2 separate regions of the Mus musculus genome follow, and region 2 is linked to region 1. The links are chromatin contacts, called in public promoter capture Hi-C maps. All regions are on one chromosome and are shown on one strand. Each heading gives the region's core, a stretch centred on a gene start, on an enhancer-like site or on the middle of the called end of the contact. The rest is flanking DNA. Distances are from core to core; before and after follow the strand shown.

Region 1 (6,212 bases), core at 3,658-6,157:
TTACAACCGTTTGCCAGTCAGCAGGAGTTAGTGCCATGCCGGCAAGCCTGTCTAACTGCACCAAGGTAAAATTAGCATTGGTTCCGTATTTACGAACCGACTCGGCAATTTCTTTAATTTGTAAGTATTCTACCGGAGCGTGGACACGCCCACCCTCGGCTCCTTCAAAGACCGGAAATGCCTGTTGTATTTTCCTTTGTTCCTCTCTGGGAATGAATGAGTCTGTGCACTGCCTCTCTGCGCACTGCCTCTCTGCGCATTGCTGACGCACTACGCAGGGCGGGGACTCCGCATAGGGCGGACCTTGAAGCCGACTGCCCTGAGGCCAATCAGCAAACTGGCCTTCGCCAGCCGCTTTTGGCTTTTTTCTTGACCAATTAGCTGGCTGGTAATGGGCTGCTTCTTCCTCCCAGTCTGTTTCCTCAGAGGAGAATTCTTCATCTGCTTCAGAACTACTAAGAGCTGGCTTCCTGAGCTCATCCAGTGACGAGTATCTCCTAGAGACCTCCGCTAATTGATCTTTCTTCTTTTCCCTTTTTCCTCTTTTTCTTCTAATCTCTCTCCAGGTATTCCTACCTAACCTTAACTTTTCCTCGGGTTCAAGACCCTTGGAAAGGCCTGTATACTTATTTTGTGTACCATATTTTCTCTTTGCTCCTACTCTCTCTCCCCGCTTTACTTCTGATAGATTGCCCTGAATTTCATCTAGAATCCTCCCTATCTTAACCACTTGATAACATGTGAAAAGGAACAAAAGGGCTCCTAACACCAGAAAAATTTCAAGGCCAAACATATTCCACTTTACTTCTGATAGACTGTCTTGAATTTCGTTAGAAAGTTCAAGATCAGACTTACCTCGTAAAGCTGTACTCACTGGTACTCTCGTTCCCCAGCTGAAAAGTTCTGAATTCATACAGTTGAATCCTTCTTAACAGTCTGCTTTACGGGAACCTTTATTACCGCGACCCGCAGTTCTGGTTCTGGAATGAGGGATCTTCCTTGCGCCAGTCCCGAGTTTTTTTCTCGTCCCGGAATTCGGCACCAATTGTTATTAGACGCGTTCTCACGACCGGCCAGGAAGAACACCACAGACCAGAATCTTCTGCGGCAAAACTTTATTGCTTACATCTTCAGGAGCAGAGTGCAAGAAGCAAGAGAGCAAGAAGCAAGAGCGAGAGAAAACGAAACCCCGTCCCTCTTAAGGAGCATTCTCCTTCGCCTCGGACGTGTCACTCCCTGATTGGCTGCAGCCCATCGGCCGAGTTGACGTCACGGGGAAGGCAGAGCACAAGTAGTCATAAGATACCCTTGGCACATGCGCAGATTATTTGTTTACCACTTAGAACACAGCTGTCAGCGCCATCTTGTAACGGCGAATGTGGGCGCGGCTCCCAACATCTTACACTTGTTCTTGCATATAAACCTAGCATGTGTGTTGATAGTATATTTTATTTGTAGATAGGGCCTCACATGATAGCCCTGCCTGGTCTGGAACTTTCTATGCAGACCAGACTGGCCTTGAACTTTTGCAGTCTTTCTGCCTCTGCCCTCTGAGTGCTGGAACTATGGGTGTGTGGTACCACTCCCAGCTTGGTTTTGTTTATTATGTTTGTTTAGTGTGTGTGTGTGTGGGGGGGGTAGACCTGTCATACACTCCCTGTTCTTGGGAGGCAGAAGCAAGCAGTTCTCTGTGAAATTGAAGGCAGCCTGGTCTACACAGTGAATTCCAAAGCTACGTAGTGCAATCCTCTCTTTTAAAAAAGAAAAGATAAACAGACAGCCAAAGGGGGGAAAAGGTGTATTTATTGGGACTTAACAGATGGCTCTGTGATTAAGAGCACTTGTTGCTTAGCAGAGGGACTGGGTTCTTGTCCTAGGACCCACACAGAGGCTCACAACTATTCCTAATATTCCAGGGGATCTGAGCCCCTCACACCTACAGGCACCAGGCACAAATGTGCATATACATAATGCAGAGAAAACACTCAGGTACACATAAATAGAAGAAGGAGGAAAGAAAAAAAATCCAAAAGCGTGTGTGCTTGCCTGTGTAATGCTTGTGTAGCAGTCACAAAGACCTCAGAACCCTGAGAGTCCCAGGGTAGACTGGAGACGGGAGACCTCATCACAAAACAAACATCCCACAAACCCAAAGTGCTTTCAGACAGTGTGCCTCAGGTCCCCAAGAGATTCAGAGGCACTGCAGCCTTGAGCTCTCCAGTAGATGTGCCCTTGGTTCTGCCTCTGTCACCTCCTGTGGCCACCTCCTGTGCTCACAGCTCCGTGTACGCACAATGCTGGCCTCTTTCCTAAGGCCACACATTCCCCTCTGTTCACTGGCCTCTGGCCGTGGACATGTGATGGCCTGTACCCAGTGTGGCCACACCGCAGTGAACATCCCTGATGCCTTTATCACAGGCTTGAGTGTTCAGGGCCAGTGTCACCACAACCCGCACAACTCCAGGCCCGCCCAAGGTTTGAGCCCAGCACCAATCTGATGACACCTGCCTCTGTGCATGGGGATAGAATCCCTCAACCTTCTAAATCAGATTCCTGCAGAACCAATAATCCCAAACCACCCTGGGTACATATCTAGACCACCAGGCTTTGGAAGGCTACCAGAAAAGTTCCAGTCCAGCTTGGGCTACCTGTATCAAGACCCTGCCATTCTCCCTGTTAGAGGGAAGTCCACACATACAGCAGGGCTTAGAAATTCCAGGTCTTTATTGACAGGTGATGGAGGCAGAGTGGGCAGGTGAGTTCACTCCCGCTCTCCCTGGCCCTCCGACTGGTGGTGGCTGCGTTGGTGAACCAGCAGGAGGCGTCTCTGGCCAAAGGCCTGATTGCAGCTGGAGCATCGGTGGCTGCCAGTAGCCTGGCTGCTGGGCGCAGTTGGGGGGTCGTGGCACAGACGATGGGCCGCCAGTTTGGAAGGAAACGAGAACGCTTTGGGGCAGTGCGGGCAAGGGTAGGGGCGGGCGTCGGTGGCGTGGTGCGTGTGGCGGTGGGCCGCCAACTTGGACGGGTAGCAGAAGGACTTGGGGCAATCGGGGCACGGGTAGGGACGGGCGGGTGCGTGCGTCCAGAGATGCGCCGCCAGTTTGGAACGGTGGCCGAAGGCCTTGGGGCAGTGCGGGCAGGAGTGCGGGCGAGCTCCGCTGTGCGTGAGGCGGTGCGCAGCCAGCTTGGACGGGTAGGAGAAGGCCTTGGGACAGTCGGGGCACGGGTGCGGGCGGGTGCCGCCGTGCGCTAGCCGGTGCGTGGCCAGCTTGGATGGGTACGAGAAGGCCTTGGGGCAATCCGGGCAGCGGTGCGGGCGCTGGGGAGGGGGCCGCCGGCGGGGCCGGGAGGGCACGCTCCCAGAGGCAGCGGGCTGGTTGGGCCTCGGCAGGTCCTGGTGTGGGGCTGGGGGACAGGAGAACTGGTGGGCTTCTAGAAACAGGCACACCCTGGGTCCAGGCCAGGCTCCACCTCCCAACACTCTGTATAAAGCAGGGCCTCACCATGTAACCTTGGCTGGCCTGGAACACTCTCTGTAGACCAATTGGCCCCAAACTCACAGGGATTCCCTCTGCCTCTACCTCCTGAGCGCTGGAACTAAAGGTGTGCGCCACCACGTCGGGCCCTGTCATCTCTTAATACTAGAGGGGTATCTCAAAGTGTCCGAGGAGGCAAGTGTCACACTGGTGTCCCACTCGAGGACATTTCTGCTTGCCCTCTGACCCCACGTCCTATGAGCGCCTCAAAGAGTTGCCAAGCCAGTGCCGAAAGCTTCTAAAGTGTCCATTTCCAACACTACCCATAATCCCCCACAATCTGCTAAGGGTAGTGGTGGTGGTGGCCCCAATGGTCATTACGTTGGTTCTCCTGGGCTGTCACTCCTGGGGAATGATCCCTATGAGAACCTGGGCTGCTCTCACCTTTGGTCTCCGGGTCCTGACAGGTGGGACTAGGTTCCGAGGCCCTGACCTCGGACTTCACGCTTCCACCCAGCATCTTGCTGGCAGAGGGACCAAGGGGCAGCTGGGCAAGGGGCGAGGATGGCGCCAGTGGTTAACAAGTTCATGGAGACAGGGGTGCGGGCCTAAAATCAAAAGGCCAGTCTGTTTAGAACCAGGCTGTTGGTTAAGTCTAGTCCTAACTCAAGAGCAGAAGGCTGGAAGGTGGAGCCTAAGTACACACTAGGAGGGGATATGAAAATAAAACCAAGAGATAATCTTTTCACTGGGTGGGGTGGGGCTATCTCAGAGTGGGCGGGACCGCTAAATCTGGAGTGGGCGGGGCTATACAAAAAGAGCAGTCAGTGGCCCGGCCACCCAAGCCCAGGGGCTGGTCTTTGAGCGCAGTGGGTGTGCCCTTGGCCACCCTGTCCCAGAAGCGCTTTGGGTACAGTGGAAGGGATTCTAGTAGAAAGGGGGGCTTACCCTGTCTTTAGTCTCAGCCTACTGATGCTGTGTCGCTAAATCGCATCTCTGGCATAGAACTGGGGACTCAGAGAATTAGGGAAACCTGGAGAAAAAGACGAAAGGAAGGTGTGGCTTATAGAACCACCTAGAGACCCAGAATATAGACTTTCATGGAGGGAGTCCCAAACGTCTGGCATCGCATGCACTCCTCAAAAACCAGAGCACCGAGATCCATATCTACCCTTCGCGGAGAGATCCTAGCGGCCAGCCCCCAATCCATCTCCAGGAGACCAGGACCCAGCCCTTCTCACCTGCAGGGCGGTCCCTCCCCGGGGGTGGGGCTCCGGAACCCTCCCGTCTCAATTAAGCCTCGTGAGCTACCTTGTAGCCCTCGGACCTGCACCTCCCAGCGGGCGCTGGGACGCCGTTGGAGGAGAGAAGAGCGGGAAGGAGATTGCCGAGCCGTAGGGCCCAGCTTCACTTCCATCCCCTCCTCCCATCCGGGGCTGGAGGGGGCGTCGGCACGCATGCGCACTCTCGGCCAGCAAGAGGCTGCAGAGGGGGAAGATGTGATGGAAGGAGGGAATGACTGAACCACCCAGCTGGCAAGTTAGTGAGCAAGCGCGAAGCTATCCGCCTAAGGATCCTAGCTAGGAAAGTGCACATCTGTAAGGATGTGGTTAATCCCTCCTGTTTTCTCCTTCCTGTGATAGGGTCTCAAGTAGCCCAGGCTAGCATCAAACTCCCTACATAGCCGAGAATAGCCATGAACTGGTAGTCCTCATGTCTTCACCTCCCAAGTGCCTTGCTAAGACAGACTGCACAGGCCCGCTCCCCCACCCCTTCCCCACATTCCCACTCCGGTTTCTTTTTGTTACTGCCCCTGTTATTTTCTTTCAAATGTTAATTACATTTAGTTACTTGTTTGTCATTGTGGATGTGTTTGAGTGTGGTGGTCAGAGGACAACTTGTGGACTCTTGTGGACTCTTGTGGACTCAGTTCTCACTTTCCACCTTGTGGGTCCCAGGAATCGAACTCAGATCTTCACGCTTGGCTGCAGCTGCCTTTAACCACTGAGGTGTCTCTTTGGCCTTGCATTGAGAATTCCATGTATAGTCTGAATTCAGCCTTTGGGAGCCGTTCAAAAAGCTCAGGTCGATTCGATTCTATTCCTCCAAGCCTTTACAGAAAGTTTGGCTATTTCTTCAGAAAGGGCAAGGGGCAGTACTCAGTTGACCCCCCGAAGGCACTTGCATAGTACTTTAGGCACCCTTCACCGACATTTACCACGCCTAGCACCCCGTGCTACCTACTGCCCCTCCCTAGGTGGCCTAGGAGTGCCAGGCCAAGGGTGACATTGAGTGCTTGGCCTACTTCCAGGCAGCGACAGTACAACTTCCTGCCCAGCGCTAGTATGCCTGTGATGTGCTCATAAAAGTCCTCCGCACTCAGCCGGATAATCCATGACGTCTGGTCAACCCTGGGAGTCACGGGAGTTATTTGGTGGGGCTGAGTAACTGGTTTGCGCTGGACTCTGCCAATTTCTAGTCGTGTGACGATGAAGAAGTCACCTTACAGTTATGGGCCTCAGTGTCTTATATTATATAAGTATATTAGAGAACCAATGGAAACCGGCTTAAACATTGCTATTGTTCAGGCAGTGTTGCTTTTTTTTTTTTGACACAGGGTCTTGCTACATAGCTCTGGCTATAGAGCAGGCTGGCCTCCAAGACACAGAGGTCTGCCTGCCTCTGCCTCTGCCTCCCCAGTGCTTGAATCAGTGGTATGCACCACCAAGCCCTGCT
Region 2 (6,393 bases), core at 179-2,678, 190 kb after region 1:
TGTTTTGTTTTTTAAAGATTTATTTATTATTATACTAAGTACACTGTAGCTGTCTTCAGGTGCACCAGAAGAGGGAGTCAGATCTCATTACGGATGGCTGTGAGCCACCATGTGGTTGCTGGGATTTGAACTCAGGACCTTTGTAAGAGTAGTCGGTGCTCTTAACCACTGAGCCATCTCTCCAGCCCGTGTTTCTTATTGTTACAATTCTAAAATATGCTATTGTTGGTGAGTGAAAGTGCTTTGCTTTAATATTTAGAAGTCAGAATAAAACAATTTTAGAGAAAGCACAGTTCTAGGATATTGCTGCCCCAGGAACAAGATGTCCAACTAAGTTACTAGACACATGGGAACGGGGGATCAACCTCATTAGTCACCGTGGAACTGCAGATCAAAAGGCAGCCAGTCTCACTTCATGACTATAATAGTCTCTAGCAAAAAGCTGAATGGATCCTCAAAGGATCTCCACATCTGGAGCCTTTCTTGCTTAGCTCCATCATGGAGCTGGGAGCCTGGTTACCAACCTTAGGGCAGCCCAGATGTGAGCTGCAGATCTCCTCGTGAACACCAGGGGAGCCACTGAACCATATACTCAACAGAAAAACTCCTGAGGGATGAACATGTCTTGCAGCCTGGTTTCCATCCCAGTTCTGACACACCTGGAGCCAGTTCCTTCACCTAACCATACTCTGTCCTCCTGGCTCTTTCCTGTATCTCTGAGAACTCCATTCTGCAAGAACAACCAATGTGGTCCCTTCCATCCTCCATCATCCATGGGAGAGATGGGAAATCCCAGGGCATTCACCAAGGAGAACAGAGCCATCCTGGGAAGGTTACGGAGGGCACGGGCAGACCTGAATCACATTTGGCCAGCACAGGAAGATGGGGAGGTCTCCCTGGCGCCCTCCATAGGAAGATGGAGCACACAGTCCTCTTTCCAGGACACACAGGTCACGTCCTCCTGCACACCCAGGATATGAAGCCCCTGAGACAACTTGTATCCTAGGATCAGACACATGACTGGTGCCATCAGTGACGATGGATCAGGTCCTACCCAGTCATCACTCAGCTAGGCCTTTCCCAACCCTCCAGATAACTCTGCCACTTCCTGCCTGGAGTAAACCCCACCTCTGTGAGCATTGAGAGCAGGGCACACAGGGCTCCCATGGGGGTTTGTGTCACTCTAGGCTATAGAAAGTACAGGAATTCCTGCTGCAGTTGACAGCCCCAAGGCCAGGGCACAGGGCACTCCTCAGCCTTGCTGCTCGGAGTATGTTCTAGAACACTGAACTGGAAAGAGGAATAGAAGGACGGGAGGCCCGCACTGACAGGAGAACAGCATTGTCAGACTCACAGGCTCCACCCCCAGCCCACGTGAATCTGGGAGGTGCCCTCCTCTGGGAGGAGAATCAACTCTGCTAAGAAGAGCAGGGCAGATACCTGGGCAGCCAGGCTTAGCAGTAGTGTTGGAGAAGAAGCTAGCAGGCAGGCAGCAGAGACATGGAGCTGGCCTCAGCACATCTCCACAAAGGGCAGGTTCCCTGGGTTGGACTACTGCTCACAGGTAAGGAGATATTCCTTCCCAGTAGAGAGCAGGGGAGCTCAGAGACTGGCTGGGGTCTTCTGGGAGAGGAAAGGAACCTGAGAAGGGACATCTGGCTTCTGCTTGAAGCCTGAGGGCAACAGGAAGCTCGGAGTATTTGTGAATGTGAATTGGCAAATGGTGAGGAGAAACTCAGTTCTTCCCTATTGTTAAGTTTATCGCGCTGGCTAGGATATCCTGAAGACTGAAGTCCACAACTCTGTCAGGGTGACTCTCCACGTATAAACCAAACTGGGGCAAATAAACAGCATCCATACTACACTGAGAAATTTGCAAATACACTAGGCTCTGGGACACTGATTTGTACACGGGTATGTGAGCGTGTTCCGGGTAGCAGGGACTAAGCCAAAATCCACCTAGCCTCACAAAACCTCACAAAGCCCTACTTCTACTGGGCAGAAAGACAGACCAGCAAGGATATCTAGGTGGGGTCAGGTTGGCAAGCACTTCAGAAAATACAAAGCAGAGAAAGACCAGAAAATAAAGGCACAGGGTCTTTATAGAAAGTCAGAAAATATAGCCCTACATCCAGCAAAGACTCTGAGTGTGAGCTGGGGTCTGAGGGCAGTGAGCGGTGAGCTGTGTGAATGCCTGAGAAGAGCGTTTCCTACAGTGGAAAGATGCAGCGTTGCTGAGGAATGGAGGTGATGAGGCTGGCTGCCACTCAATAGGACACGCACTCACAGCAAGGCTGAGAGGTTTTGCAAAGGTCCTAACATTGATAGGTCTTTCTCTCTTCCCTCTTAGCCTCACTTTTAACTTACTGGAGCCCTGCCACTACTGCCCAAGTCACCGTTGAGGCTGTGCCGCCCAACGTTACTGCAGACAACAATGTTCTTCTACTTGTTCACAATCTGCCGCAGACGCTCCGAGTCTTTTACTGGTACAAGGGAAACAGTGGGGCTGGACACAATGAAATTGGACGATTTGTAACATCCATTAATAGGAGTAAAATGGGGCTTGCACACAGCGGCAGAGAGACAATATATAGCAATGGATCCCTGTTCTTCCAAAGTGTCACCAAGAATGATGAGGGAGTCTACACATTATATATGCTAGATCAAAACTTTGAAATTACTCCGATTTCTGTGCGATTTCATGTACACCGTAAGTAATTCTCTGTAACCTCGGGGTCATGGGTAGAGCTAATCCTGCTTCCCACACAGCACTGACAAGCCTTGATGACTCAACTATGTCCCCTACATTGTGGTGGGAACATTTAGTTCGGGGCACACAGAGGGGAGAAATACAGCAATAAACCGAGATGCCTCACTTGGACTCACTCCTTCAGAAAAGAGATTGTGAGGTAACTCAGTGTGAGGATGTCAGACTCTGCACAGTAACTTAGGCTGCTTATCCTGAGCATGGCCTCGAGAAAGACCCTTCAGGGCTCAAGCAGGGCCTGCCTGAGGAAACCATGAGAATCTCACGGAGAGGTGAGCACCAGGAAACTGCTCCAGACCCAGCCTGGACTCCAGGAACCCTGGGAAGTTGTTAGCCTGGGTTGAGATTTGCCCTCTTGTTAGAGCTGACAGGGACAACGGTTGATTGTAGGCTGGTAGGCTGTTGACAGTCAGCCTAGACTAGAGCCATGTCTGAGGTAGGTCACCTGGGTATCTCCTCCTGAGACCCAGTGTGCGCTGTGTACATGGAGAGGTATGAAAGACAACTAGCCAACTGTTGTGATGTTCCTGTGAGACTTTCCAGGAAGGACAAGAGCCCTAAAATGATAGGAGAAAACCGTGTACAAATGGCAGCTCCTTGCTCTCCAGGGTGTCAGGCCCAGGGATTATTTCCTGCAGCAAATAGTAACAGACTCTGGTCTATGGAAGGTCAGATCATTGCTCCTTTTAAGGTTAACTTGCAGGCATGGCAATGATCATTTACCAACGTGCACTGTTATAGGAAAACTGGGGGTAGGAAATAGCTATTGAGTCATGGCTCCATATGCCTCGGAGTGTCTGTGGCACTAGCTTGTCTGTCCTCAGCCACACCCTGGGGACCTTATTAGCTATCCATGCATTGGAGAGGAGCAGTGGGTTCAGAGATGTTGGTTTCAGGCATGCACAGCCTGAGTGGAAGCCTGGTCCAGGAAATGAAAGTGTTGAGCAGAAGTCAGCTTTCCTCAACAGAAGCCAGGCCTGACCAGCCCACACTCTCTTCACTAGACTTGGAATCACAGGGTCCCAGGTATGCTGGTGTCCTTCCTAGCAGAGGATGAAGGAGAAGGCTTTGTTTTCTCCCACAAGAGCCTGCAACCAGCATGAGGAAGAGTGTATAATTAGCTCTTACTGTGATGGAGGAAGAGGGAAGGAATGAGCTGGAAGCCCCTTACTTACTGAGCCAGAGTCTCCTGACAGGGTCAGTGAGAATTAAATTAGGTATTGTAGGAGGGGGTCACAGCAAGACTGAGACTGTGTCAATATTATTGCAAGAAATCAGACATTTTTATACTCTTGTCAGAAAGAGAATATAATGGTGGTTACCAGGAAGAACACAATTGTAGTTGCCATGATAAAATGACAGTATTCGAGCTGGACAGGGTCCCCAAAGAATAATGTCCGAGACTAATTGTTCTGCCAAACTCTATTTGCTCTGCTGACTTCTAGAGAATGCAGAGATACAAAGATAGCTTAAATCTCCCCTGCCTGAGGGGGGCATCTAACTGAAAGGCATGAGGTGCCCCAGGAGCCATGGGCTCGAACCTGAAAACCTAGGTTAGGAACCTCTTAGGGCTGCTACACCAGGCTGAATGCAAGAGTCCCTGACACCCCCTTTTTGATTTTTTTTTTTTTTTTTAAGATTTATTTATTTACTATATGTAAGTACACTGTAGTTGTCTTCAGATACACCAGAAGAGGGCACCAGATCTCATTACGGGTGGTTGTGAGCCACCATGTGGTTGCTGGGATTTGAACTTCAGACCTTCGGAAGAGCAGTCGGGTGCCCTTACCCACTGAGCCATCTCACCAGCCCCCCCTTTTTGATTTTTAATTTCAGAGTATGCAAGTCAATCTTTAAAGTAGATATGAAGAACCGAATTAATATTAAGGCTATAATGCTTCCCAATGTGACAACAACAACAACAAATTCCCAGAGACATTCTTATGGACCGAAGTTTAATTATAGACAGAAAAAGAATGAGCAAACATCTTTGCTAGGTTTTATATGCCCTGAGGAGAACCACAAACGTATCTTTAGGTCCAGAGAATTTCTGAATCTGATTTGATGTAACATCTCTCCAGTGGACCATGGCTTTAGAGGAGGAGGTCAGAGAAGATAAGACTCTGAGTGTGAGCTGGGATCTGAGGGCAGTGAGCAGTGAGCTGTGTGAATGCCCGAGAAGAGCATTTCGTACAGTGGAAAGCTGTAGCATTGCTGAGGAGTGGAGGTGGTACTGCTGGCTGCCACCCAATAGGACACAGGCACAGCAAGGCTGAGAGGTTTTGCAAAGGTCCTAAGATTGATAGATCTTTCTCTCTTCCTCTTAGCCTCACTTTTACCCTCCTTGAGCCCTCCCACCACTGGCCAAGTCACCGTTGAGGCTGTGCGGCCCAACGTTGCCGAAGGGGAAAACGTTCTTCTACTTGTTCACAATCTGCCACGGACGCTCCGAGCAATTTACTGGTACAGGGGAACCACTGCGGGTGAAAGAAATGAAATTGCACGATTTATAACAGCCTCCAATAAGATTATATTGGGGCCTGCACACAGCGACAGAGAGATCATATACAACAATGGATCCCTGTTCTTCCAAGGTGTCACCAAGAATGATGAGGGAGCCTACGCACTAGATATGCTATTTCAAAACTTCGATCATACCCTAATGCCTGTGCAATTTAATGTTCACGGTAAGTAATTCTCTTTAACCTCTGCGTCGTGGGTAGAGCTAATCCTACTTTACAAATTTACAATTTTTAGGTACATAATTTAGAAGGTAATATTCTATGAGGAGTAGCCATACTACCCTTCTCCCTTTCCTTTGTTTTAAAATAATGTTGAAATTGTCCATTGGCTCTGTCAACAAATGATTTGCCCTGAGTTTTCTATGGTATGCCTCTGATATGGGTTATATCAAACTTTTGGCAAAATTCTGTAAAATACTTAGAATTGTACACAATGGCATTGCCCATTTTTAATATTTTACAGATGCCTAAAAGAGCAAATCCTTAGAATAAAAACGAGTTGGCATCCTTAACTGCTTCTCCAGATAGGGGGACAGTAGCAATAAGCAAAGAGGAAGTGTATCCAGAATGACACGAACATATTTTAATTTCCTAAATCTGGGGACATAAGTAGTGTCCATGTGACAGATATGACTTGGCAAAAATCCTCCAGGAGTCATGGCATAAGAGAGTAGAGGTTGGTATTATCTCTTACACATGAAGGGCATCCATTAACTATCAGGAGAGCCTGCTATTTAGTTAGTGAAGCTTGGTTTTAATGATGAAGTGTTTTGGTGAAAGTGTGCATGGGATTCTTGTATTTTCTTTAGGTTGTTAATTTCTAGGAGAAGAGTTAGTATTAAAAGGGAATCTGTCTTTGCATTTCCCTCAGACAAAAGTCCTGTGTAGCTGTCCTGCGGCCATGGACAAGCTGGATTTCCCTGAAAAGGGGGCTGGAAATGAAAAAGAGATGGGGAGGGGGGACAAGAGAAGAATCAAGCCAAGACAAGGTTCTGATCAAGGCTCCAAATTTAATATTCAGCACTGTGTTTATATAGGGGGAACCCACAGACCAATCCTTTTTTTTTTTTTTCCAGCTGAATTATGTTGCAAAGCAAGGTCAGA

What was found. Promoter capture Hi-C pulls out the DNA fragments that hold promoters and counts their contacts.
Region 2: a promoter capture Hi-C map of embryonic stem cells shows a contact between it and region 1. The contact joins the promoter of Ceacam10 here to the promoter of Zfp575 in region 1. A contact is called at or near these places in 2 of 39 promoter capture datasets (Sertoli cells and embryonic stem cells) and 2 of 9 other capture datasets (adipose tissue and pancreatic islet).

The regions. Positions count from the first base shown.
Region 1 is chr7:24,582,734-24,588,945 of GRCm38.p6, forward strand. It overlaps Zfp575 (zinc finger protein 575), which reads right to left and starts at 4,908. Exons shown (of 4, transcript NM_001033205.3): 1 at 4,718-4,908; 2 at 4,425-4,509; 3 at 3,921-4,084; 4 at 1,105-3,405. The coding sequence starts at 3,996. The coding sequence ends at 2,762. It also overlaps a transcript of Ethe1 not described here.
Region 2 is chr7:24,775,776-24,782,168 of GRCm38.p6, forward strand. Ceacam10 (carcinoembryonic antigen-related cell adhesion molecule 10) reads left to right here and starts at 1,429. Exons shown (of 4, transcript NM_007675.4): 1 at 1,429-1,564; 2 at 2,351-2,710; 3 at 5,095-5,454. The coding sequence starts at 1,501.